Linked DNA regions of Sus scrofa: regions 1, 2 and 4 are each linked to region 3. The links are chromatin contacts, called in public Hi-C and HiChIP or PLAC-seq maps. All regions are on one chromosome and are shown on one strand. Each heading gives the region's core, a stretch centred on a gene start, on an enhancer-like site or on the middle of the called end of the contact. The rest is flanking DNA. Distances are from core to core; before and after follow the strand shown. Region 1 holds the start of SCPEP1 (retinoid-inducible serine carboxypeptidase). Region 2 holds the start of MTMR4 (myotubularin-related protein 4). Region 3 holds the start of MRPS23 (mitochondrial ribosomal protein S23). Region 4 holds the start of MSI2 (RNA-binding protein Musashi homolog 2-like).

The links. A called contact is a pair of places that touch in the nucleus more often than the background predicts. HiChIP or PLAC-seq counts read pairs in DNA pulled down with a chosen protein or histone mark.
Region 1: a contact with region 3 is called in a Hi-C map of skeletal muscle, with 4 times the contacts expected there. The contact joins the promoter of SCPEP1 here to the promoter of MRPS23 in region 3. A contact is called at or near these places in 3 of 47 Hi-C or Micro-C datasets (heart right ventricle, mesenteric adipose tissue and skeletal muscle).
Region 2: a Hi-C map of liver shows a contact between it and region 3, with 4 times the contacts expected there. The contact joins the promoter of MTMR4 here to the promoter of MRPS23 in region 3. A contact is called at or near these places in 2 of 47 Hi-C or Micro-C datasets (liver and mesenteric adipose tissue).
Region 4: an H3K27ac HiChIP or PLAC-seq map of skeletal muscle shows a contact between it and region 3. The contact joins the promoter of MSI2 here to the promoter of MRPS23 in region 3. A contact is called at or near these places in 4 of 47 Hi-C or Micro-C datasets (embryonic fibroblasts, heart right ventricle, skeletal muscle and 1 more) and 1 of 2 datasets of contacts at active chromatin or transcription factors (skeletal muscle).

What each region holds. Positions count from the first base shown.
Region 1 is chr12:33,264,080-33,266,858 of Sscrofa11.1, forward strand. It overlaps SCPEP1 (retinoid-inducible serine carboxypeptidase), which reads left to right and starts at 1,430. Exons shown (of 13, transcript XM_005656968.3): 1 at 1,430-1,575. The coding sequence starts at 1,512.
Region 2 is chr12:34,769,856-34,772,784 of Sscrofa11.1, forward strand. It overlaps MTMR4 (myotubularin-related protein 4), which reads right to left and starts at 1,460. Exons shown (of 20, transcript XM_005668984.3): 1 at 1,249-1,460; 2 at 200-259; 3 at 52-88. The coding sequence starts at 54. It overlaps SEPT4 (septin-4), which reads right to left. Exons shown (of 11, transcript XM_005668982.3): 11 at 2,921-2,929.
Region 3 is chr12:34,127,946-34,130,906 of Sscrofa11.1, forward strand. It overlaps MRPS23 (mitochondrial ribosomal protein S23), which reads right to left and starts at 1,535. Exons shown (of 5, transcript NM_001243813.1): 1 at 1,458-1,535; 2 at 820-990. The coding sequence starts at 1,501.
Region 4 is chr12:33,535,765-33,538,611 of Sscrofa11.1, forward strand. It overlaps MSI2 (RNA-binding protein Musashi homolog 2-like), which reads left to right and starts at 1,511. Exons shown (of 13, transcript NM_001315780.1): 1 at 1,511-1,572; 2 at 1,865-1,905; 3 at 2,218-2,299. The coding sequence starts at 1,511. It overlaps LOC110256167 (a long non-coding RNA gene), which reads right to left and starts at 1,182. Exons shown (of 3, transcript XR_002337445.1): 1 at 575-1,182.

The DNA of each region.
Region 1 (2,779 bases), core at 180-2,679, 860 kb before region 3:
GATGTAGAATAGTGAGCAAGGGCAGACTGTAATAACCTTGGCAGCTTTTAATGTAATAGTATCACTCCTGTTAATGTAATAGTATCACTTCTATTTTACCTTAGAGAAATAATTCCAGTATGAAAAATACCATCTGAAAAAATATAGGTATTATAGTGTTATTTTGCTGTGAAAAAGTGAAGCTCTAGAAGTCTAACTATGGACTAGTTATGTGTATGTGAGACCCTGGCAACGCAAGACTTTGAATCTTTAGATACCAAAAGTGTAGATTAATGTTTGTTACGAAGTTACTTCTGTTTGCCTAAGGGTGTACCTTTTATATACAGTGTATCTCTCAAATGTTTTTTCCAGAGGCTATCACCAATACCAGCATTATAGGATTGTAAGCATTCAAGGAGCACCCCACATTAAAGCTTAAGAGAACCTGGTTGCATATTTCTTTTTTCTGGCCCAAATCTCAGCACCGTCCCCCTTCATTCCCAGGGCTCTGTCATTTCACAAGGCTGCAGATAAAAACCTCTGTTTTTGATGGCAGGGGCAGAGGGCTAGGGAGGGGGATGGGAAAGGCAGAGATGTCACCTGTCCTTTGTTTTTCTGTCCTGTGCACTTTTGAAACAGAGTATTTAGAAGTAATCTGTCCCTCATACAGCCCTGCTTGCTTCCTAGCTGAGGTTAAGTTACTCAGGACACCCTAAGATAAAAATGACCTTTAGACACACACACACACACACATGAAAATATCTCTACCATCCTTTCCCTCCCTTCTCCTTCCCAAACCTGTAATTCCCACTTTTAAATGACGGCTGTGAAGGTAATGTTAACAACACAGAATTAGGCCAATAACAATTTATCGAGAAAAAAAAAACAGAATAAAACATTTTATTATTGTATTTCAAATGATGATGTAAAACATTAGAGACAAAAAATAATCCCAAATGCCGACAATGGTTATGTAGGATCTAAAATTTTCCCAATTTTCCAAAATGACCGTAATATATGTAATGTTATAGGAAAAACAATTTAAAAAATAAATCTGGGAAAATGGAATCCCCCAGTTACCAATGACCAGTTGATCAGGCTTAACTTGATTTGGGGCAGATGCAGCAGTTTGAAATGCCAGGTCTTTTGTTGAGGAGGGAAGAGATGGGCGGGGCAGGAAGGACGGTCCTCCTGATAATTTTTCTGTAGCGTCTCACTCCTGTTACACAACCCAGGTCAAATCAATGCATTAAACACCTCTTCTTTTCTGCTTGTCCTCAAAACGGCAAAGAAAGACGGGTAAGGTAAAAAGAACATCCAGGCGGCGCCGCTGCACGGATCCCTGTGGGCCCGCTTGGCAGAGGGCACGTGGGACTCTCCTGGCCCAAGTCACCGCATAAGCCCCGCCCCTAGACCAGACCCCGCCCCTGCCCACCCGCCCAGGCCCCGCCCAGCCTTGTCCCGCCCTCCACGATCACGTGGTGGGGCGCAGGGTCCAGCCTTGTAGTTGATGCTGACGCCCGGTATTCGCCATGGAGCTGGCGCAGCGGAGCTGTCCCGTGCCGTTGCTACTGCTGCTTCTGGGCCTGAGCACCGGTAGGTTCGGACAAAAGGTCCATCAGCGGCTGGTGCCTCCTCTATCCAGGGATGAGAATCTTTTAGTGGATTTGTGCTTTTTAAAGCATATTCCTTTCCCCTTGTTTCTGCTTTGCATAATTATTTTGCTTTTGAACTTCACTCTTTTTTTTTTTTTCTTTCATTCAAAGTTCTTTTTCTACTTTATTTTCTGGCCCTAGGTGGTCTGTGCTTCCTTTTTTCCCCCGCACCTATGTAGAAGCAGTTTCTCAAAGATTAGGAGAAGCTGCTGATCAATGCGATTTCCATGCTCTTAAGGCCATCTCCCTTTTCCTGTCGTGACTGACTGATAAATGAGGTTATAAGGTCTTTTTACTTTGAACTGAACTGAAACACATGGTCCAAACGGCCCTGAAAAGTCCTACCACGAGTGGGGCATTTCACTGAGATTAAACTTTCTTCCTCTGTTTGATCAGAACAGACAGGATAATAGCTCCCCTCACCGCAGTTCTTTCTGGCAAAAACAAATTCGTGTTAAATAGGATGACTTGCACATTGATTTTAAGTCTTTTTTGCAAGCAAAATGACTCCTGGCCTGAATCAAGAACTGAGAATTCCTTCTGGCCATAAACTTGCCTTGTGATCTTAGGCAAGTTGCTTAACTTGCTTTCCCTTCTGTAAAACGGGGATCTCGTGACCCTTCAGCTTGTGTCAGGGAAATGGCAACTAGGTCGCCCCCCATATTTTAACAGTGATCACTGGCAGGAAAGGGAGAAGTGCTCGGGGTTAGGTCAAAAGGGACCAAGCCTTATTTGTCATTATCAAGGGAACTGTAATCTTGTGTTACTTGTATGTAGCACCTTATAGCCACATCTGTAATAAATATTCTAACTATTCTGTTTTGTTCATCCAACCACTTTCTGGTTGTCCATCCTTATCAAGTTACAAAATAGTATTGTCTCCTCATCTACTCCCTTCTCTCCTTTTTGGGACCAGTTTTTGTCCTTTTGCTTGCCACGGGAACATGAAATTCAAAAAAGGAGGAAGTAGAGACAGAAAAACTCCGGTCCCCAAGGGTTCCTCTCTCATCACGTTTTGACATCAGCCTTTTTTCCCACAGAGTAGTCTTTGAGAAAAAAGATACTTGGAAGTTGTTAAGTCAGCAGAAGTGAAATAGAAAAATGTGTTTAACAGCTCTCTTGTGGAGCAGTGAGTTAAGGGTCTG
Region 2 (2,929 bases), core at 210-2,709, 640 kb after region 3:
ATACAAGGATTACAGAAAACACAAGCGTCTGAGAAAAGAGAGGGTACTCACCATTCTACCGTGGTGAGGGTCTGGCTGCCTTTTCTCACTGTAAAGACCCAGAGAAACACAAGAGTAAAGAGCACCATTAACACCACCATAGAATCAACAAACCATCACCACACATCTGCTCCTGAACTTCCCCACAACTCTTATTCACCTTCTTCACAGTGATTCCAGTCTCTCCACAACTCACCATGCCAGACAGAGGCAGTGGGAGCTACACGGGGAGAAAGCAACAAGTGATTCTGCAGAGCATGAAGGCAGCAACAAAGTTCTGGAGCAGGACTCAAGCATCCCGATTCCCGGACCCAGAAGGAGAAGTAAAACACTCCAAACCCTGTTCTTTGTGGGAGAGCAAAAGACCTGCCAACTCTGAAGAGACAGAGGCTGCACAGCCAGGACTCATTTCTGGCCCTGGTGGAAACATAAATCCACCAGAGGAGCGCACGGCCAGCCTCTGAGTCTGTGAGTAGCACCCACCTGACCTGTTTACTGGGGCAGAGTCCAGAGCAGAGGACAAGAGGGAGGGGACCACAACCTGTGATCAGAAGGCAGCAGGGCTGGACATGTTCTGCTGAGTGTACTTGACACCAAGTGGGGTGCAGGTTAGTGGGAGGAGTCCACACAATGGGGATAGAATCAGGCCAGTGCAGGCCTCAGAGTCAGTGAGCGTCAAATGGGCCCAAGCAACAGACATGTCAGGTTGAGCCGTCTGGGCCCACTTAGGGAGCCGGGCCCAGGTTTGAATGACACTTCTCCATGCCTGCTATTCGAGCTCAGAGGCAGTCTAGGAGTGTGCCTTGCCGAAGGCTGCGGCTACAAAAGCCTCCATCTGTGGTCCTACCCGCCTCCCTGATCACAGCCCACCCTTCCTCATGGGGGAGCCAGCAAGCGGCAAGCCAGAGGTGCTGCCTCACCGCCCACTGGCAAGCAGCCTCAAGGAAACGGAGGGAGAGAGAGACGAGAACTAGGCCTGGGAGACCCAGGGTTCCTGGACCTAGGGTATCTGGCCACGGGGGGAGGCGGGTCAGGCTGACAGGGGAGCTCAGGTGCCCAGGTTCTAGGGGCGGAGCCTAAAGACTCGGAGGCGGAGCCCCGAATGACAGAAGGCGGGTCTCAGGAAAGCCGGTGGGGCCGGGGCGGGGCCGGGCAAGACGCGGTCGTTGCGGTTCCCAGACTGGCAGTGTATGGGGCACGGTGACTCACCCAGGCGGCGTCCGCCCGACCCTCCGAAGCCGCGCTCTCACCACTTCCGTCTCCCGCAGCTGCTGAGGCCGCGCAGCTCCGACCCCCCACCACGGTGCCCCTCTCCCCAACCAATCCTATCTCTGGTCTGTGCCCGCCCTGGCCAATAGCCACACCAAGTCCCGCCCTGCCCCCCACCACGCAGCAGCCGCCCTCACTCTTCACACCGCTCATTGGTCAAGTGGGGCAGACGCCCTCCCAGTCTTGAGCCTATCGGATGCCGGAAGACAAGACTGTACTGGCAGGGAGGAGGCGCGGCGCCGAAGAGAAGACGCGACCAATGGGAAATCACAGCGCGTCCCTGCAGCAGCCAATGGGAGAGCAGTAAAAGGGGGGCTGCTGGTTAAGGCTCCAGGGGCCGGAAGTGGGGGCGGTCTGTCGCCTACTGGTAGCGCAATTGAAGGCGGGGCGTTCTCACAGCCACTTCCGGTGATCACCCCGCCTCTGGTGTACTTTTCAAATAGATCCCGGTGGCACCATTTCTGGTTTGATTTCACTGTGATCGTCCGTCCCAAAGCCAGAAGCGGGAGAAAAACCCCGAAAGCTAAGAGAGGGCTGAGGGCCTGAGGCTCCTTCTCGGTCTTCGACTGGCTGGGGGAGGTTTTCCCTTCTTCCGGACACCTTGACGTGTTCCTCCAGGACCTCACTTTTCATCCGCGAACCGACCCTGGTGTCCGTGACCTGAATCACATGCCATCAGTTTTGAGTAAAAATCTCTCACTTGAGAGATGAGAATGAGACTGCCACTAGCTTAGCTGCGACCTTCTGGTCTGAAAAGGCTGTGGAGAATAGTTGGCTCCTCTCTCGCTTCTCTCTGGCTCCTCCCCTTGCCTTGGGAGACCCCGGGGAGCCAGAACAGGCAGCAGGGCGGAGGGTGGCCGCTGGAGGTCGCCGTGTCCCAGCGATACCACCAACCCGACAGAAATGGTGAACAGTTGACTCAGATTCTCAACTGATAGCTTCAGTTTGGAAATGGGCCTGAATGCTTTAATACCAGGCCCTGGGGCCAAAATGTCTTCACGTGTCTTTTCATAGGACATTGGGACATTTACTACATTTAGCAACTTCCAGGAAAACTGGAACCTTATGTGTGTTCACTGCTTTAACTCGAAGATTTAAAACAGTATCTGCAACCTAGCAGATAGATGCTTGATAAATATTTGGTAAATAAATACTGAATTATTCCAGGACAATGATTGTATTTTATCCATTCCTGGCACTTACTATAGTGTTTGGTGATTACAGGGGTTCCAACATTTGTTCAGTGCGCTGGCCTAGGCTTCCTAGAGTGCAGAGCTCAATTCTGAATATCCCATTCCCCAAATCAGGAAATACAAAGCTGGGAGGCTATTAATACTGTGTTTTCTCAAGGTATCAAATCCAAAACTTCTGTGGAAGTACTGTATGTGGGAAAGATGAGCAGGGCCCCAGATAATAGATGCATGATAGATATGATCAGGAAGATGGTGGTGACTAAACCCTGCCTCTGGAGGGGAAGGTTCTCCCCACCCTCCCTTGGCTAGTAAAGGCCAAAACCAGCACCCTCCTCTGGCAGTCTTTCAAAACGGGTCCTAGGATCTTCTTGGTCTCCAGGAGATGGAAAGATATCGACAGAAACACCAGAAGCCACCTATAGATTTGT
Region 3 (2,961 bases), core at 285-2,784:
AATAGTCCACATTCTCCAATGACCATCACCCAATTCCACTGCTGTACACAGTAGAAACACAATATAAATGACTTTGAAAGCATCCCAAGTGCATGCAATGGACCTAAGCAGAAAAGTACTGAAAAAGTATTTAATGCCCCGATATCGCTGACAATCTCCAAGCAGAGCCAAAACATACTTGTTCTGCTGTGGGTGGTAGGGGGTAACTGGTGGGGGGGGTAACTCCTCAAATGAAAGGTGCCTGGACCTCAACAGAGAATATAATAACTTTACAAACTGGTTTCTTACTTCCAGGAATAGGGGTGAGACTAGGGGATACATATTAACTTCAATTAGGCACAATCTCTGATGCGAACAGTTAGAGAAAAAGAAACTACAAATTCTATATACTAAAAACTAACGTCAGTATTGGAAGAAAAAGGCTTTGTCAGTGAATGCCCAGTAAGTCAACCTCATAGTTCTCATGACCAAAATGGGTAAGGATACAGGATACCTACCTTGCAGGCGTAGAGGCCTAAATGAGATAACATTTATTAAGGGCTTAGCACAGTGCCTGTCACAAACAGATATGCAGAAACAAATAGCTACCACTGCAATGATCAGTCAATTGCTGGGCTCCAAGTTCTGCTTCTCAGAACTTCTACTGCTCTCCCATGGGGGAAGGGTACTGATTCCCTAATCTGGCCAGATGGACAAGACCGTCTCCACAGGGCTAACTAGCCCTGACTCAATTCCTACTTAAGTTGCCAGACTTCGGGCTAAACCTTTCCTGCTGAAGTTCTGCTGCCTCCCGTCCACCAGATGGGCTTCCGCACTCACGCTCTAATCCGATCCTCGTGGTAAAAGATGTCCTGGACAGCGGCTTTGGCTTTGCCGTATCGCAAGCGAGGCCTTCGGAAAACCGGCTCTCTTAATGGGGGGAAGGCATTATATATGTCAAGCCAGAGGGGCTTCTCTTTCAACACTCCAGCCCGAATCAGGTCCCGGGTCCTTAAGGAAGAGTAAAGAGCTAGGGTCAGTCAATGACCACAGCCTGTCTGAGCCCCTGAATCAGTGTAGCCCCAGCCTGGGACGCTGGCGAGCCTATGGAACCCGGAAGATAACCAGAAGGAGGGCAGAGCTGGGGGTCCCCCAACTACGGGTAGGATAGTTCCACATTCCAAACCAACCTACCAGTGCTCGGGAATTAACCCTTTCATCTTCTTATGTGCGTCCCACCCCCTCGCCCAACCACGCCCCGTCAAGGAAAATGCGCAGACAGTCCGGCCAGGTCTCTCAGCCCCTTCCTCCCTCCCCGTTCCTGGAGACCTCCACTTGGGGAGGCGAGAGGTGCGATCTTGAACAAGAGAGCTAAGAGATTCAAGAGGTAACGTCGTTGAACACAACCCCTCAGAAGCAGGAGAGCTCAGACCCACTCAAGAAAGCGTGAAAGCGGGAGGCGCTCTTTGTCCACGCACCGTGAGAAAATGCTACCAACAGTTTCCAGCCGGCTCCCCGCCATGCCCTACCACTCGGATCCCGAGCAGCTTCCGATACCGGAACCGGAAGCGCCCGCAGCAGGCAAAGTGGGCGTAAGTTGCGGGCCGAGCCACGGATCGCAGTGCTACCAGCGAGGCCCCCAACGGGAGGGCGGAGCCAGGCAGAAGTAAAAGATGTCCGAACCGACCCGCCCTCGGCTGCACGCCAGGTTCAGACCGGAGCACTCGATAGCCGAGCCGCCAGGGAGGAAGCGAGCCAAAGCCGGGCAGAAGCAATAAATGACCGATAGGGGTTAATTGCCGTGGTTGCTTTAGCCTTTCTAGCCATGCTCAGCCGACTCCGCTGGAGAAGATGGGGCTGTGCAGAGGCAGGATGATGGGGAGGGAGGATAGGTCCAGGAGAAGACACCTAGGCCAGGAATTCATTAGAGGTCACCAGCACTAGGCCTAGACTACGCCTAATTTTGTTTGGAATCAAAGACCACGAAAGTAATCGAGGCCCAGGGAGGGACCTCACTTGCCCTGGGTCACCCTAGAGTCCGAGCCTCCGTCTTTCGCCGCCTGCTGTTTAGCGCTCCGGACTAAACCCTTTGGCCCTGGAGCTCCACCTGCATCCGCGCTAATAGGGATGCTGCCGGCACGAGTGTTTTCTCCCCGGAAGGTGTCGCTGGCTAGCTCCTCCTTGGAGCTTGAAAAGTGAAAGTGTCCGGGACAAACACATGACGGGAAGGACTCAAAAATCTGGGGAAAGTAACCTCTCAGTGTTGCCATTTGGCCAAATAATCATACTTCGGGTAAAGGACTCCGTAGACATTGAAGCACAATTTCACGCGGATATTTGTGCAGGAAGCGTCATCGCAGCGTTGTTTGCAGTGCACTCCCCCACCCCACCACCGCATGCCTGCCACAATCGGTCTAATGGGAAAGGGCTGGAAAATTACAGCTCATAGAGTCTATGGAATGCCATGCAGCTTTTAAAATGACCGAGCGAGATCTGTATGTGTTTACGTAAACGAATGCCCATGACAGGTGAAAAGGCAAGTTGCAGAGAAGCGTCTTCAATGGAATCCTAACCTATTAAAACTTTATCTAGCGTTGCCACCAGCTGTGGCCGTAGGTCGGAGACGTGGCTTGGATACCGCGTGGCTGTGGCATAGGCCGTTAACTCCAGGTCTCCTTAAGACTCCTAGCCTGGAAACTTCCATTTGCAGTTGCAGCCACAAAAAGAAAGCAAGAAAACTTTTACACGTGTCTGTGTGTGTTTGAGGATAGAAACCTTGTGGAAATGCGCCCAGGGCTGTAAATATTGGTTATCTCCAGTGAGATTGTAAGCGAGGAAGGGGGACTTTTTTTTTTTTTAATGTAACCCTCAGATTTAACCTGTAAAGAGTTTGTATTCCTATTTGAACTTTTTAATCCAGTGCAAGGTTTTGAGTCACATGCACATAAAATATCTCCTGGGAGCCTTTGTGAGCAAGAAAGA
Region 4 (2,847 bases), core at 261-2,760, 590 kb before region 3:
CCCCATAAATTGAATCCAGCCTGAATTTGGCCCGCCTGAAATTTGCTGTTTAAATGTGAGATGTTTGGGGGAAGCTACAGAAACGTCTTTTTGGAGTTATCAGTGCGGGAAAGGATGAGAAGCAGCACTTTTTAAGCACCTACTGTGTACCAGGACCTGTGCTGCACCACTACTCCTAAGGTGGCCAGGGTGAGCGTATTTGAAGCCTTCTGCCACCCTCAGCTACCTCCACAGATGGTGGGGGGCTTGGTCTTAATTTACATTTCATGCACTTCTCTACCTCAGCATAGAAACAATAAGACATACATAAAACGAAGGGGTTGAGAGGGGTTTCCTCAAATAACCACCCTTCCCAGCCCTCCCGGAGGTGCTCCCAAACTATTTCTCTTTATACGCAAAAATTTGATTTGAACTCCAATCATTTGACCTTGACCCCTATAAACCTATTTTATTATATTTTTTAAACTCCCTATGATTAACGCGGAAACCCTTTCTTCGGCATTTTCTCACCACTGGAATCGCGTCAGTTTCCTCAAAGTTCCAAAATAACCTTTCCCGGGCACGGATTTCGTACCTCTGCCAGGGAAGGGCGGGGAGCGGCGCAAGACGTGCCGGTTTGGAGCGAGAGCCAGAGAGAACTTCCAGCGCGAGAGGAAAATAAAACTTGTGGCTGGCGTTGGTGCGGGAGGGTCTCCGCAATCCTGAAGGCCCCCGACCTAGAGGGGTCTCGGGGGCCGCCCGAGGAGCGCCAGGGTCTGGGTTTGATCCCGACGTCCTTGACCTAAATTTCTGCGCGGTGGCTGGAAAAAGGGCGCAGAGCCGGGAGGGCGGCTGGTGCCATCCCCGGATCCCGGCGGCTGGGGCTGGGGAACTTGAATGGAGAGGCCGACCTAGAAGGGGTGGGGGGCGTCTTCTCCCCAGCCCGAGTGCGGAGCGGTGGCCAGCTCCCCGCGCTTCCCCCTCCCCCGATCCACCCTCCCCACGCAGCCCATGTGATCGAGGGAAGTCGGGGTGCGCTCCCCCCGCCCCCCGGCCCGGCCCGCCCGGAGGCGGGGCCCCTCGGGCCGCGGGGTTCGCGCACCGCCCCCGTGGGTCCGGCTGCGGGGGGCCGAGTGTGCGCGCGCGGCAGGCGGGGGCCGCACCGGGGTGCGTGACGTCACCGGCATTGGTTACACGACGTTCTAGAACTCCGCCCCACGTGCGCCGGGAGGAGGGGGAGGAGGAGGGGATGGGGGTGGGGAGGAGGAGGGGGAGAGGTGGGGATGGGCCGGGGGGGCGGGGACGGGGGGTGTGCGAGCAGCGGGGCTGAGCTAAGCCGAGCCCACGTGTGACGGCTCTCGCCGCTGCCCCGGCTCCGCCGCTCGCTGAGAGATTCGGAGGAGCCCGGGCGGGGGGGAGGAGGAGGGGGAGGAGGGAGCGGGAGATCTCGGGGCTCGGAGCCGGCCGCCGCTCCGCTCCGATCGCTGTGGGGCTCGGTTTTTTGGGGGTGGGGGGGCGGGGGGGCTCAGATATGGAGGCAAATGGGAGCCAAGGCACCTCGGGCAGCGCCAACGACTCCCAGCACGACCCCGGGTAAGTTTCCAGCCGCTGCCCACCGCGCCGCCTCGGGCTCGCTCTCCTTGCAGCGGCGGGGACGGCGGTGCGCGGAGCCGGGCATCTCCCGCGCCCCCCCGCCCCTCCCGCGCGCCCCCCCGTGGAAGTTACACACCTTTGGATTGCATTTCGCCGTCACCTTCTCCCCCACCCCACCTCCCGGCTCTCGCTCGCTCGCTCCCCCCTGCTTTCCTTTTAGCTTTTGTAAGTTACACGTCAAAATGGCCGATCTGACATCGGTGCTCACTTCTGTTATGTTTTCTCCCTCTAGTAAAATGTTTATCGGTGGACTGAGCTGGCAGACCTCACCAGGTAAGGGAGGGAGGGGGGGACGCCTGGGTCCCCCCCTTCTTGGCTTCTTTATTGCTCTTTGTTATCCCGGTGTAGGAGCCCCCCCCCGCCATTGGCTCCCCACTTCTCCTGTGCAAGGTTATTTTTTTAAATAGCAAATCCTTTCCGAGCCCTCTACGCGACCTCTGTTGCCGAATTTCCCCCGCGTGTGCAAAAAACCCCCCAGAATAACAACAGAAAACTACTTTTGGTTTTTGTCCTTGATCAAAATTTGCATTGCTTTTTTTTTTCCCCACACCTTCTCCCCCCCCATCTCTCTCTTTCTCTCTACAGATAGCCTTAGAGACTATTTTAGCAAATTTGGAGAAATTAGAGAATGTATGGTCATGAGAGATCCCACTACGAAACGCTCCAGGTAAACCATTCCCTTCTGGATTTTGTCTTTATTTTAGAAGAAAGTTTAAGTGTTATTTTTGGAGGTGTCTTCGGTAGTAGCTAAGCGGATTTAGAATGGGGCTCAGGCATGTGGCTGATTTCGAACGTCGCTCAGTCTCCCCCCCCCATTAACCCCAAAGGTTATTAATTGGGGCTGAACTCTGGCTACAGAGATGCCCATGTTTCTGCTTTAAGTCATTTCTCCGTCGCTTCTTTTTCTCCTGTTTCAAATGACATTCAGCTTCCATTCACTTTCCACATAGTTTTCTTTTTTTTCCCCTCCCTTCCCTATGTATCCTTTCCCCGCACTCCCAGTTCCCCAAACTCTTAAAGCCCCTCTTGGAAAGCTGGATGAATCTCCTCTAAGTGCTGGGTTTTCTTCGGAATAAAACAAAGCGTTAAAGAAAGGGAAGGGAGGAGGAGGAGGAGAGAGATTGAGGTGGCGAAAGAGTGGAGATACCAGCGTTCTCCAAGTTACCTCCAGCCGCCCTGCCCCCGTTCCACTTCCCCCATTAACCTTGATGTGTT